2 separate regions of the Zea mays genome follow, and region 1 is linked to region 2. Evidence: chromatin contacts called from public Hi-C data. All regions are on one chromosome and are shown on one strand. Each heading gives the region's core, a stretch centred on a gene start, on an enhancer-like site or on the middle of the called end of the contact. The rest is flanking DNA. Distances are from core to core; before and after follow the strand shown.

Region 1 (2,700 bases), core at 62-2,561, 130 kb after region 2:
AGTTAGAGATGGCCAAACGGACCACCCGGTCCGTTTTGGGCCCGGCCCGCCAAACACGGTTAGAAAACCGGGTCGGGATGTCTAGGCACGCGGGCTCGATTTTCTGTCCGAGCCTGGCCTGCAGCGGGTCTAGCACGAAAAAAACGGGTCGAAAAGCGGGCCGATAAACATGTTTTAGTGTAAAAAAGCGGGCTTAACAGGACTAGGGGTAAACGGGCCGTGCCGGGCTAGCCCACCGTGCCTAGTTTCCTGTCCGAGCCCGGCCCGCTTATTCGTGCCGGGCCGGTACGGGCCCGCATAGAACCGGGTCGTGCTGGGCTCGGACCGGACCTAAACAGCGGCCTTCATGCCGGGCTCACGGACATCATGCTTATTGACCATCTATACTGTAGCTGTAGTGTAGCCTTGTCAAGGTGGAATTCCTGGACACCGTTTGAAAGCCATAGGAATATAATTTTTTTTGCCAACGAAAATAAATCCAAGCAATCATGAAAAAAAAATATCACAGATTTCAGAGATGCTCTTGCAGCATTGAAATTCAGCACGGTTAAATGGAAATCAGTCTTAACAATGTTTTGCAGGTACAACCAGACCATCTGTTGCAATTTTTTGATGACGAGTTTTGGTGCATTGCTAATTACTTTATCCTTGTTCAGGTAAGGCTAATGTTACTGTAGATCACTCTGTCCACAAGGGAGCGCTCACAGGAAAAAAAAAGCCTCTAGCATTTTGAATTTTGATATAGCTGTACTGTACCATTTGTTGTTCCTCGCACCTCTATCCACCACCAGTTTTCCTTCATGATCTTACGACAATACCTCCCAAAAAAATCTTATTTTGGAGCTACCCACAAACACCACGTATTCTTCAACGGAGACCATAAAACACCAACCCTAAACCGTCGCAAAGACCGCATAGTGCCACAAAATATAACTCACTCAATCTCTCTCAAGAAATTAGTTGTAAGCTCATGAAATGGAGATAAGCGTAGAGAAAAAATGCATCTCTTCTCTATTTGGAGCTCAATACATGGGCTTCTCTCCCCTAGTTTTCAAAACAATGAGCAAGAGGGGTGAAGAGAAAAGAGAGAAGAAAGGATAAATCCTTCCCCCATTCTCTCGATGAGGAGCAATAGCCCACTCCGGAAATTATAGCCTGGGGTCTCGGAAATTCTGGGCGGCCCAGCCCACCTGCAACCGGTCGGCTCCCTCTCCTTCCGCTCGGAAACCAGTTGCTCCACATAGCCAGACGCCCACACATGCACACGCACCTTCCAATGGTCGGCTGACTACAGCCCATGGCGGCCCAAATATTCGTGCGCGCTGCGGCAACACACGCACCTTGTCAAGCCTGCGCTCTCAGCCGCGTGGGCGTGGCCCACTTGGCCAACAGAAAAGCCTAACGGCATATATATCCATTGACATATCCAGCAACGGTCCAATTCCAATTCGTGCCCTAACAGAGGCGCTTTTTGTTTTTATATTTAATATATTCTATATCTCAATATTATATCTTGGTTTCGAAAAATTACAAATCTGGATGCCTTCCGCCTACTGTCCGATGCACCCATCTAATGCTTCACTGAATACGTCCAGAAAAGTTACACTCAAAGCACTTTGTCGTCTCTTGCCAAGCATACCAAGACTTAAAGAGCATAGTTAGCATTTTTTAGTGTTTTTCATAAATATTTTTTCTTGCTCTCCGAGTGTGTCATTTGACCTATATAATGAAGCGTTTGGTTCGGTGTCAATTAGGGATGGGACGAGATCAACCCTGAGCTGACCCCGTCCCTTATTTTTTGAGGGATGACCTCATCCACCATTTTTGAACAATATTTCTTGACTCTGACTCTGGATCTCCAAAACAAACGTGGGTCAAGTTAAAATGATCTCATCTCATCCCTCTTCGTCCTTCCTCGTCCTTCCATCCAAACACATCCTAAAATGCACATTGTTTCAATACCTCATGACACTGTATGACTCAGATTCCAATTAAACTCTCTATTTAATATTACGACTATCTATATTAAATTTAATGACACATTTTTCCCTTGACCAGCAAAACAAAATATCGTGGCTATACCTTTTATTTGAATACTTCATTATTTTTTATGATTGTCATTCTTGGTCAAACATAGATGTACATCTAACCAAGCTTATTCACAATCCTAAAATTTAGACTTGTCATCGGTTGTCTCGATTATCAAAATCACACATGTAGTTTTTTATCACTCGTGTGGCTTTGTCTTTGGGTCGCCTGACCCTACCAACCCAATCTGACCAGTCCCAAAAAAAAACTTGATCCAATTTGACCCGTCCGAAAAAACCTTACCTAATTGACCTGATCATTACAACGGACGAATATGTGCCATAGTTTTTGATCCGCTATAATCCATGGGCTAGGGCGGGCTATGATGTTTTACTCAAAAGCCGACGCAACCTAAAACCCGACTCGAACCCAAAAACCCTAACACAACCCAAACAAGAACCTGACACGACACATGCTTTAGGGAGTCACGGGCCAACCCAACCCGACTCGACATTAGACATAGGTCGTGCCAAACAACCCATAACTCGAACTTGAGCCAACCCAATACAGCATTAGGCATGGGTCAGGCACAGTCTGTGTCAAACAATTCATGATCCGGCCTTGACCCGACTTGACACTACACTAGACACGAGTCAAAAACGAGTTGTGCTA
Region 2 (2,700 bases), core at 56-2,555:
CCTTATTTGCGATTTCTCTCTGGCCTGCGTGTGGTAACATCACGTTATTCCAGCGGTAACATCTAATCATGACAGCGGTAACACAAACTATATACCATCGTGACTGCTTTTAGCAATTAGGTATATATATGTTGTCTCTTGTCAGTGTCTTTAATTTTGTTCGATCACCTTGACTTCCTTGTAGAGCTTCTTCTCCCATGCCAGGAGCTGCTGCAAGGTGGCGCTGTGCCTCTGCCGGCTGCTCATGCTGTCGATGCGGTCGAGCGTTGGCGCCGAAAGGCAGCAGAGCGCGCCCAAGAAGCTGTGTGAGGCTGAGGCACCTGCGAGCAAATTCAGCTGGCCAGTCAGTGAGACATCACACACCACACGCGTCTTCTCATCTCATTGGCCAGTCAGTGTGTATTGTGAGTCTGTGACGCCGCGGCGGCTTACCGTTGAACTCGGTGGTACTGGCCTCAAACAGGGCCGACACCGTGTCTCCGGCGACGCTGGCCTTGACAAAGTACTCCTCCAGCCCCGCCGCGACCTCCGCGAGGCTCCGGTGCCTCACCACCATCCTCGTCTCCTCAAAAACAGCGCCGACGTCAGCAGGAACGGCGCCGCCCCGCCGCGCCTCGGGCTGCGGTTGTTGGTCGATGGCGCGGAGCAACGGCGGAGGCGAGGACGGGACGACGACCGGGCGGTGCGCGATCACGGCGGGCGGGGTGTGGTCGGACACCGGGAGCGGCTCGCCGACCGCGAAGCGCGTGAGCGCGGACGCGACGACGCCGAGCGACCGGAGGTACGCGGCGTGCGAGGCCGCGAGGTGCCGCCGCAGGCGCACGGCCTCCCGCGCGAGCCGCCGCCGCTCCCGGCACCGCTTCGTGTGCTCGCGCGCCGCCGCGCGGGCAGCGTCCCCTTCCCGCGACGAGGCAGCTCCCATTCTCGCTTCGAGACTAATAAGTCGCAAACTTCAAGCTAGGTAGCTAGCGACGACCTAGCGTATGTAGGTAGGGAGGGTCGCGGCTGGAGCTGGATTGCGAGGCGAGCAGTGGAGATAGAGAAGTTGCCTGCGCGCCGAGCTGGTTTAGGAGGGTTTAGTAGCATTCGAGGGAGTGATACGTACTTATTATCGGCGTCGATCATCTTGATGGCGCGTTTGCTATGAACACGCCCCGAAGAGGGTAGAAAGGAGGACGTGGAAGAGGAGAAAGGCGATTGACGGGATCAGCGAAGACGGGAGGTGGTGGGAAAAGGGAGGAGCATCGCATCGGACGTATTCAGATGGAGGTTACGCGTATCCCAAATCCATCCGCGTACTCTCTGCTGCTTTGCTGAGCGTCAAGTGTACAGCTGCATGAGCTGTGTGTTGCGGTGTGGATGATGTTGTAAGCTGCCGACTCGTGTCAGTACGCGCGAGCACTCTGTGCAAGTAAAAGCTGTACGTATGGTCTCCTTACAAAAAAAAAGTTGTACTGTATGATATAACATTGTAAACAGTTCATTATCACCGTCAAAATTGATCACCACTCCTATGGGCTAAGGCCTAAGGCTGGCTCGATAAACCGTTCTGTACTCTAAATTTAGGATTCAGAGTGGTACTCTAGGTGCCCAGCAAGGCACTCTAAATAACACTCTAAATTTTAGAGGATGCCACACGCACTCTAGATGTAGAGACTTCCAAGCGTCTGCTATCCGGGCGAGGGTTCGGGCTCCCGTGGTGGTGAAAAATCCGGACGCTCTGTTGTCCCGTCGCTGGCGACTTTGATCCATCTCGGCGAGGGGGCCTCGCGGCGCGGCTCGTCGGCGGAGCCGGCCAAGCTGGGCTCCAAGAGGCCGTGCGCGAGCGGGTCCAGCGGCGGACCGCTTTCGATGGCTGGAGGCAAGGAGGTGGCCGGCGATGAGACAAAGATCCAAGACTCGGGTGCAACCGTCGGTGTTCGTCGACGTCGAACCGCCATCGCGAAGAGGCTGAGAAGATCCACGGCGCCGACGAAGGAAGGTGCGGAGAAACGCAAGCGCAACTCCTCGCTGCCATCGACATCGTCTTCCATTCGGTCGGGTGCTCCAGATCCAAAGAGAACAAGGTACAAAGCTTCGGTTGTCAACATTGCAGATCCATTCTCCTTTGTATGGTTCTCGTACTTCATATGCTGCAAATCGTCCAGATCTAGGGTTTAGGGTTCAGGCAACATTCAATCGATGGTTCTAGGATTCCTTGACCCCTAGGTTTTCTGTTGATAATTGATGTTGAAATTAAGAAAATTGCATTCTGCTAGAAGCTTTGTTGTTGTAGGAATCAATGTGTATTCAAAAATACATGGCGAGTGGTATTTGACACACTGAATCATGGCCACTAGTGATAACACCAGTTGTTTGGCACAACAATATTGAGTAATCTTCATCAATATTTGAACTGCCTATTGCCAATAGTAGCTGGTTCCGAGTATATTTACCATCAATTTAGCAACTAGGCCACGGTATACATAAAATTTTCAGGTACGTATATTAACAGAACCATATGTTTTATGTAGACCATGGATTCAGAGAACACAAAGCTCCGAAGAGCACTCGCTCATTTAATCAAAGTAGTGGAGCAGCGTTGTGCCGACATCGTCGATGTCGTCCACGGTGCCTTCCAACCAGTTAGCACACCAATCCTCAATGAAATGAATCGTGCTTTAGTTCAGATCGAGGACCTCGCGAAGGACCTTGATCACC

The links. Hi-C and Micro-C count contacts between places; a contact is called where the count stands out from the background.
Region 1: a Hi-C map of bundle sheath shows a contact between it and region 2, with 2.8 times the contacts expected there. The contact joins the enhancer-like site here to the promoter of LOC103627496 in region 2. A contact is called at or near these places in 12 of 25 Hi-C or Micro-C datasets (bundle sheath, ear, endosperm and 5 more) and 1 of 3 datasets of contacts at active chromatin or transcription factors (seedling).

Annotation. Positions count from the first base shown.
Region 1 is chr5:195,595,625-195,598,324 of Zm-B73-REFERENCE-NAM-5.0, forward strand. No RefSeq gene overlaps it. Among protein-coding and RNA genes, the nearest start is that of LOC103627498, 45 kb to the left of the region's middle. Within about 2 kb of position 1,312, at least 17 of the 20 cell types and tissues checked have an H3K27ac peak or open chromatin away from gene starts, as enhancers often do. A contact at or near this core is called in bundle sheath, ear, endosperm and 4 more, where this site is marked.
Region 2 is chr5:195,467,738-195,470,437 of Zm-B73-REFERENCE-NAM-5.0, forward strand. It overlaps LOC103627496, which reads right to left and starts at 1,306. Exons shown (of 3, transcript XM_008647784.4): 1 at 433-1,306; 2 at 169-320; 3 at 1-24. The coding sequence starts at 922.